Linked DNA regions of Sus scrofa: region 1 is linked to region 2. The links are chromatin contacts, called in public Hi-C maps. All regions are on one chromosome and are shown on one strand. Each heading gives the region's core, a stretch centred on a gene start, on an enhancer-like site or on the middle of the called end of the contact. The rest is flanking DNA. Distances are from core to core; before and after follow the strand shown.

The links. Hi-C and Micro-C count contacts between places; a contact is called where the count stands out from the background.
Region 1: a Hi-C map of skeletal muscle shows a contact between it and region 2, with 4 times the contacts expected there. The contact joins the enhancer-like site here to the promoter of CORO6 in region 2. A contact is called at or near these places in 7 of 47 Hi-C or Micro-C datasets (embryonic fibroblasts, fetal heart ventricle, heart right ventricle and 3 more) and 1 of 2 datasets of contacts at active chromatin or transcription factors (skeletal muscle).

The regions. Positions count from the first base shown.
Region 1 is chr12:45,959,082-45,963,538 of Sscrofa11.1, reverse strand. The region is part of intron 3 of SSH2 (protein phosphatase Slingshot homolog 2); the gene reads left to right. Among named protein-coding and RNA genes, the nearest start is that of EFCAB5, 120 kb to the left of the region's middle. Within about 2 kb of position 3,003, at least 2 of the 83 cell types and tissues checked have an H3K27ac peak or open chromatin away from gene starts, as enhancers often do. A contact at or near this core is called in skeletal muscle, where this site is marked.
Region 2 is chr12:45,813,076-45,817,358 of Sscrofa11.1, reverse strand. It overlaps CORO6 (coronin-6), which reads left to right and starts at 2,765. Exons shown (of 13, transcript XM_021067517.1): 1 at 2,765-2,996.

The DNA of each region.
Region 1 (4,457 bases), core at 1,754-4,253, 150 kb before region 2:
TGACCAAGTATGACTTAATCCTGGAATGCATGGATTGTCCACATAAAAAATCAACCAGTGTTATATGCCATACCAACAGACTGAAAGGTGAAAATACATGATCATCTCAGTTGATGAAGAAAAAGCATTTAACAAACATCAACAAAACAGTGTGGTATAAGGACAGGTATATTGACCAAGGGATAGTATAGAGAGCCCAGAAATAACTCTTACATATATGATCAAATGATTTTTGATAGTTAGGGTGCCTTAGCTTATTCAATTGGAAAGGACAGGTTTTTTTAACAAATGGTTTTAGGAAAATTGGATGTACACATTCAAAAGAGTGAAGCTGAATGTTTACCTAACACCATATACAAAAATTAATTCAAAATGTATCAAGGACCTAAATATAAGACCTAAAACAGTAAAATTCTTAAGCCCAAAGCTTTACTACATTGGATTTGGTGATGATTTAGTGGCTCTGACACCAAAGGCACAGGTAACAAAAGAAAAATTGCACAAAATGAACTTCATGAACAAAATTGTGCATAAAGAAACAATCAACAGAGTAAAAAGCCAAACCATATTTGCAAATCATATATCTGATAAGGGATTAATATCTAGACTATATAAAGAACTCCTAAAATTCAACAACAACAACAACCAAAAAAAACCCAAGCAGCCTGATTCCAAACTGGGCAAGGAACTTGAACAGATATTTTTCCAAATATGATAAATGAATGTCCAGTAAAGCACATGAAAATATGCTCAGTGTCACTAGTCAGTAGGGGAATGCAAATCAAAATTATGGTAAGATACCACATCACAACTCTTAGGATGGCTACTATAAAAAATAAAAACAAACATAGGAGTTCCTGCTATGGCACAGTGGATTAAGAATCCTTGAGTCACTGTGGAGGTATAGGTTTGATCCCTGGCCCGTGCAGTGGGTTAAAGGGTCTGGTGTTACAACAGCAATGGTGAGGGTCACAGCTGTGGTTCAGATTCGGTCCCTGGCCTGGGAACTTCCATACGCCACAAGTGTGGCCATTTAAAAAAAAAAAAAGAACCAAAAAGACCATAAAACAACAAGTGTTGGTGAGGATATGGAGAAATTGGAACCTTTGTGCACAGTTAATTGGAATATAAAATGGTACAGCCGCCGTGGAAAACAGTAAGGCAGATCCTCAAAAATTAAAAATAGAAGTATCATATGATCTAGTAACATTACTTCAGGGTATTAAAAGAATTGGAAGAATGGTCTTGAGTTATTTCTACACTCATATTTTTAGCAGCATTATTCACAATAGCTAAAGTGTAGAAGCAACCCAGTGTCCATCAGCAGTTAAATGGATGAGCAAAATGGTGTTTATAAGTACAAAGGAATATTATTCAACCTTAAAACAGGAAGGAAGTTCTGCGATGTGCTACAACACAGATGAATCTTGAAGATACTATACTAAGTGAAGTAAGCCAGTCACAAAAAGGCAAGTATAGTATGATTCCACTTAAATGAGGTATGTAGAATAGTCAGAATCATAAAGAGAGAAAGTAGAATGGTAATTGCCAGGGAATGGTGAGAGAGGAAATGGAGAGTTATCCTTTAAGAGTACAGAGTTTTAGTTTTACCAGATGAAAGACATCCGTATGGGGATGGGTGGCAACAGTGGCTTCTGGCATAGAGACCCTCCAGATCAGTTAGTAGCTAGTAATACAAAGAACTCTTCGTATTATTCACATTTTCTGAAGGCAAGAGTTGATACTTGGAAGATTTTCTTTCCATTGTTATCCTTTATAAATGTGGGTGCTGGGGAATCATGCTTTTTTGGTACTCCAGTATAATACACATTGTCTTACTAGGTTGTCCTTGAGTAGTACTTAAAAAAAACTTTATTAAGGAATAATTAACAAATATTCAAGAACATTTTATAAGTAAAACTTGAGTCTTTAAACAGGAAGGTCTGGTGGTTAAAAATTTGTAATTATGCCTCTAGCAAAATAAAAAGTTCTCAATAATTAACAAGTATTCATGTATTCACTATTAAAACCAAGGGGACATCTCCCCTTAAGAACTAGATAGTACACTAAGTTATAAGATCTAATGATTAAATAACTGATAATAGCAAAAAATGTATAATTTAACCACAATCCAATATGAGATTTCTGTACCTTTTTGAATTAAAACAAAAGTCTACTTTCAGTAATTGCAAAGTGCTATACAAATATTCTTTTTTAAGTTTATCCTTTTAAAATGGCATTGTCCAGGAGCTATAAGAGAGAGCTAAAATCAAGACTACCATCATCTCCAATGCTCTCTCTGTGTGTATAATAGCTCCATGGCACCCACATGACAATCCAGATGTACTTCTTCAGCTGTGTGAGCTGCAGTTTCTTGGATCAATCTGTCCATCCCCTCAAGGTCCAAAATAACCAGGCCAAAGACCACAATCCAGGTCTCAGAGATTTTGAAGCCAATGTCATAACACTTATGGGCAAAACAGTTACTGGTTCACAATGGAAATAAACCAAATTAGTGTGCCCCCCCTTTTCTTTAAATCAACAAGGCCTTTAGTGAATGTCCAACAAGCACTGGTTGTTACCTCCAAATCTCGGCTCTTTATGACCACAGCCCTTTTTTGAAATAGTTTGAGATTAATGGTGAATCCTTTGAGCTAAAGACTGTGAAAAGTGTAAAATGGGAGTACCTACTAAAGGTGGCAAAGTATTTTTCTCCTGTCTTACAAGAAAGTCTTGAGACCTCGTAGATAAACAAAAAGTACTGGAGGAATGGTGTACTCCATAGATGAAGGTAAAGGAGAACCTTCAGTAATTTCTTAATTCGTGCAGCCATGTGAAGGGGACCAACTTGGAAAGTCTCTGGGCTTGGGCTCTTGTTTTTTGCCAAGGCCACCAAAAGAACCTTCCTGTGTGCTGAACTAGCCTTCAGCCCTCAGGGCCAGGGGCAGCAGTGCTCCAGTGGATCTTGGCAGAAAACGTACCAAGCTGCTCCTGGAAGCAGTCCATAGATTTTACTAACTAGAGCCTGATCCTAGAAGCTGCTCATAATCCAAAGTCCCGTTAGGCCTGCTCTCTTCCCCTCTGAGTGGTTGAGGCATTGGAGGAGTTTTTTTCCAGTATGTTTAAATTAAAACAAAGCATTTTGTTAAGAATTCAAGGGCAGAGATAAAGTTTTGATGACTTGTTTTGGCATTGGTATTACTAATTTAGCAAGGCCATCAATGGTATTGTCTCCGGATAAAGCCCAACCTACAGAAAAAACAGCACAGGAAACCCAGGGAATGAACTTGAATGCATACATCCAGGCAAGGAGATCTATTGTATTAAGGACTTCTATTTCTTTTCATCAACAACAACAGAAAAATCGGAATGTACAATAGATGAAAAGTATATATCCAAAAAAAGATATAACACTCAGAGAATAGTTTCACTCACTCATGAAAAAGTTTTCATGAATTTCTGTTAATCCTACTTTAAAACTGTGTTGAATTTTGCAAGTCTGTTGTATATTAACTCGGTGAACAAAATTAGCAATGAAAAGTTCAGAGTAATTCACATATCTCTCTAAGGAAGGACTTCATTATTTTTCCCTCTCTTGCTTATCTCCCCCGTATGCCATTGGCTCCCATGCATTCCTTGTTTTTACATTCTCAAAAATCCAGGCCAAACCCTGGCAAACTAGTAAGCATGATTACCTAGTTGTTAGATTACTGAGTAGAGGTATTGTAAATATATGAGTTAAAATTAGGGAAGCTTGTATAAAAACATGCATCTTGCTGCTTTAAAAGTAGTTCATGACTGGATGATTAACTTTTTATAGTGCTATTACGTTTCCCCAAAATGATTTTCCCAAATGAATAAAAAGGTGTAATTAACTTCATTTTTTAAAAAGCAGTCTACAAGTAAGAATCAAAGATTTGCCCATTTGTTTTCCTACTTCCCACCACTCCCACACCAGTCCACAAAATTAGAATCTCACCTTCCTCCAGAAAGTTTTCTGGGAACTTTAAAAATTAATAAAGTAAAATTAATATATTTTCCTTCTTGTTCACTGCAAATTATTGGATTTGGATGAAAGGATAAGAGCCTATTAGGAAATGTTTATTCTGAACACTTAATTCAGAACTGCAGAGTTCAGTATAAGGTCGAGTTTTTTTTTTTCTCCTGATGTTCTTGTGCTTATGGATTTAAACAGTATAAACTGTAGAAACTCCTGATACACATAATTTTTCTTACCCTGAAACATGTATACATAAACATATGTGTGTGTATACACACACAAGGTATACACATACACAAGTGCATATTTCAGGGTAAGAAAAATTACATTTATATCCATGTATTTATGTATCACCTGTGTGTGTTATAAACATATTTTAAAGGAAATAGTACAAAAAGATTTCCTATTATGACCAAAATGAACTCTCAAATTGCCATCATGATCAAATTCCATATCG
Region 2 (4,283 bases), core at 1,516-4,015:
ACCCCTCCACAGTCCCATCCTGAGATATTTAGTGGTGCCATTCATCACATAGGCTACTATGTAGGGAAAACTCAGTTTCTAAATCACTAAGTCTGCAGAGAAAACACTGCCTTGAACTAAAATCAGCCTGCTTCATTCTGAATCGTCCATATCGGAGTTCTTGCCATGGCACAGCGGAAACAATCCGACTAGGAACCATGAGGGTGCGGGTTCGATCCCTGGCCTCGCTCAGTGGTTAGGGATCTGGCGTTGCCGTGAGCTGTGGTGTAGGCTGGTGGCAACAGCTCCGATTAGACCCCTAGCCTGGGAACCTCCATGTGCCATGGGCGGCCCTAAAAAGATAGAAAAAGAATCATCCATATCAAGTGAGACAGCACACCACTGGTCTCTGGCTGGAGTGCCAGAGGGCACAATGGTGAACGCAAAGCAAGGTCATTTCACAAAATATTCTAGGAGCTTCCAGTCAAAACAAATGACCAAACCGTGTCTAAATTGCCAGGCCACAAGCCAGATAAAGCCAGAAGGTGGCTTTATGAAAGATGAAGTCTATGCCTATCTTCTATGGATTGCAGCTCTGATGGAAAACAGCAAAGAAGGAGTTCCCATTGTGGCTCAGGGGTTAAGAACTGGACTAGTATCCATGGGGGTGCAGGTTCGATCCCTGGCCTGGATCAGTGGGTTAAAGTATCCAGCATCACTGTGAGCTGTGGTGTAGGTCTAAGATACGGCTCAGATCCCGCATTGTTGTGGCTATGGCCGGCAGCTGCAGCTCCAATTCAACCCCTAGCCCAGGAACTTCCATATGGTGCAGGTGTGCCCCCCCAAAAAAAAGAAGAAGAAGAAGAAAACAGCAAGGAAAAGCACCCAGTAGCTTCTTCCATTGATTGGTTCTTTGCATTGACTGGTTCTTTGTGCCGAGGCTCCACCCGCCCACAGCTCTGCCAGGCCTTGGCAGCAGAAGATGGCTAAAGGGCAGGGCTGAGCCATGCAACCCTAAACAATTCCTGCTGCTGTACCTGGAGAGCAACTCCCTTCCTTCCCAGGTGATGGAACTGAAGGCATTGAAGGATTCCTGCTTCCTAGTCTTAGACCCTTCCCTCTAGAATGGAGTGCTAGGCTCTCTTTAAAGAGAAGAAAAGGACAGGGGAGAAGGAAAAAAAGCCATTTCAGGGTAGGAGACAGCATGTCAAATTCACTCTCTGCCAACAAGTGGTGCAGTGTTGGAAAGAACCTAACCCAGCCCTCTTCATTTTACAGCCCAGAGAGCTGCAAGAATAGGGTGATTGAGCAATGGCTGGAACTCCAGTTTTGCAATTAGTCCAGGCATCCTCTCCTCTGTGCTACAAAGCATAACTCCCAGTATCAGCACTGAGATAAAGCAGCACTGTCCTTCAAAGAGAGGCAGAAATGCATGGTGCTGAAAGCTTGACCCAGACACCAGACCACTTGGGTAAGAATCTCAGCTCTACTACCTACGGAGTTGAGTGATGCATTAACTATTTAACCTCTTTGAACCTCAGTTTCCTCATCTGTAAAATAGAGGTAATAATAATACCCATCTCAGAAGGCTGTTATCAGAATGGAATTAAAATGTGTAAAGCCCTCGGAGTTCCTGTCATGGCTCAGTGGTTAACGAATCCAACTGGGAACCATTAGGTTGCGGGTTCAATCCCTGGCCTTGCTCAGTGGGTTAACGATCCGGCGTTGCCATGAGCTGTGGTGTAGGTCGAAGACGCTGCTCAGATCCCACGTTGCTGTGGCTCTGGTGCAGGCCTGTGGCTGCAACTCCGATTCGCCCCCTAGCCTGGAAACCTCCATATGCTGCGGGAATGGCCCAAGAAATGGCAAAAAGACCAAAAATAAAAATAAAAAATTAAATGCGTAAAGCCCTTAATACAGTATCAACACACAGTAAGTGTAAGCTATTGTTATTAAGGAGCAACTGTGTCACTCAGGTCTTTTCGTCCTAATCATGTGCCTGGAATTTTTAGATAAAAGGGAGATTCCTCATCTACCCTTATGCCCCCACAATGCTTTAATTATTTCTGGAGCACCTGTAACAGTTTCTGATTCTGTCCCCCACAAGCCACTGAATGCTTGGCCTCCTCCAGAGAAACAAAAGAGCCTTGTGAGGGCCTTCGAGGTTCCCACCACCATCCCTCCTTTTAACCCCAAATGCTGGTCTTTTTCTTCCCCACCCCCACCCCCCTGTCTCTAGGCTGCTTTCTGCCCTCTTCCATGGAATCCTCTCCAACAGGGTGAAATGCCTAGTACAGTGACAGCGTTTTAGGTTCTCAAGAGGTCACTATCACTAATAACAAGGATAACAGTTAACATTCACAGCCCCCTGTCGGGTACCCTCTCAGCTGCCCTGGGCCAGCTGAGACCCTCATCCAAGGGCCCCCAGAGCATGTTCAGGGACCTCTCCTCAGGGCTGTCTGGACGTGTAGTCCCACAGTCTTGGCCCGCTTGTACACGTTAAATTGGGAGTGCGACTGCAGCAAGAATGCAGCTCGAATGCACCTTATCTTGCCTAGCTGCCGGCTCTAAGGGGAACGCGCCCCCTCAGCGCCCAGGTCTGGGACTGGGATCCTGGGCCTCCCCAGCTCACCCTGCAGGCGCGGAGCGAGGGGAAGGAGCGCGCACACACAAAATTACTTTTGACGCTTCTCCGACTCCAGCGGACTGGCCGCGCGGAGTCTGAGGCGCTCGACTTTCCCGCCGCTGAGGGGGGCGGGGCCATTCCGACCCCGCCCCTGCCCTAGGCCCCGCCTCCGCAGGTTGATGGCAGCGGCAGCTGGGACTGCAGCGGCGCCCGGCCCCGAGAGTCGCAGGCAGCGGCCGGAGTGCGCAGCCTAACGTCCGGGCCCCAGACGCCGCGGACACCCGGAGAGGCAGTTCCGGCGCCCTGACGCCTCCCTCGGTCCACAGCGCACCCCCAATCCCCTCCGCAGAGAAGTCGCAGCGTGAGCGCCCCTCGGCCGGCTCGGGACCAGGTACCTCCCCCCTGCCACCGCCGCCACCGCAGCCAGCGGAGCGGGCGGGGTGTCTGGAAGGGACAGAGGTCTGCGCTCCCTCCCCCCACACTCCCGCCGCCAAATTCGGTCCCGGGCGGGGCGGACTTCTTGTCTATATTTGGCCGGACAGCGGCCTGCGCACCCCCAGGGCACAGACACCTCGTCTCACAAGAACGTAGAGCTGGGGCAGGAGGCAGGAGGAGGGTGCGGGGAGGCCCGGCCTAAAGGCCGGGGGCCACAGAAGCGGCTTGAAGGGCACAGGGATGCCCGGGGCTGGGAGGGGCAGGAGTCTGCGGCTGGGGCATTGGAAAAGCCCGATGTGCCCCCTGAGGAAGAGCTTAGCTTGAGCCCCTAGCGGGAGAAAAGGCAACCTGCCTTCCTTACTCCACTCCTGAAAATCTGATTCTGGCCTGGTGGGGGTGGAGGTGAAGGACCCCACCCCGGGAGAGTTTGGTTGGAGAGAGGACCCAAAGGAGAACTGGAAATGAAGAAGGGTAGGCAGAAGCCAGAACATCATGGTTAGGGCCTCTTAGACAAGGCAGTGCAGAGAGGAGTGGAGAAGAGAGCCACCCTTACCTGTGTCCCCACAACAGCATGGGAGGAAACTCTTGAAAACAGTAGCAGGAAGGACTCAGGCTAGCTGACAGGAGGAACATCTCCTTAGCAAATTTTTAGAAAAAGGCAAAACCCCATCCGCCTGTGCCAGAGATGCTGTTTAGGATGGGGCAGGGGCCGGAGTGGGGGATGGTGGGGTGGGGCTGCAGTCCTAGCCCAACAGATGGCCTTAAGCCAAAGCCTCTGATTCTGGACAAGGTGCCTCTGGGAAATAAACCACTTCCGTGAAGTGATGCTCATCCAGGGCTGGCAGTGGGAAGGCAGCCTGGAATTGAGGCTCCTCCCCAAATCACTTTAATTTCCAGAAAGCTTTCAGGCTGGGTCAGGCTCCACCATCTCCCTGGCCTGGTTCTCTAAGATGTCAGACCCCAAATCCTAGCTCCTCGAATGAAGCAGCACTTTAGAGATGGCTAAGAACTTTTCCCTTAAACTTTCTTCAACTTTAATTACCTTGAAGAAGCTCCCTGGAGTTCCTGTCATGGCTCAGTGGTTAATGAACCAGATAGTATCCATGAGGATGCAGGTTTGATCCCTGGCCTCGATTAAGGATCCGTGGGTTAAGGATCTGGCGTTGCTGTGAGCTGTGGTGTAGGTTGCAGACTTGGCTCGGATCTGGCATTGCTGTGGCTGTGGCGTAGCCTGGGAAGCTTC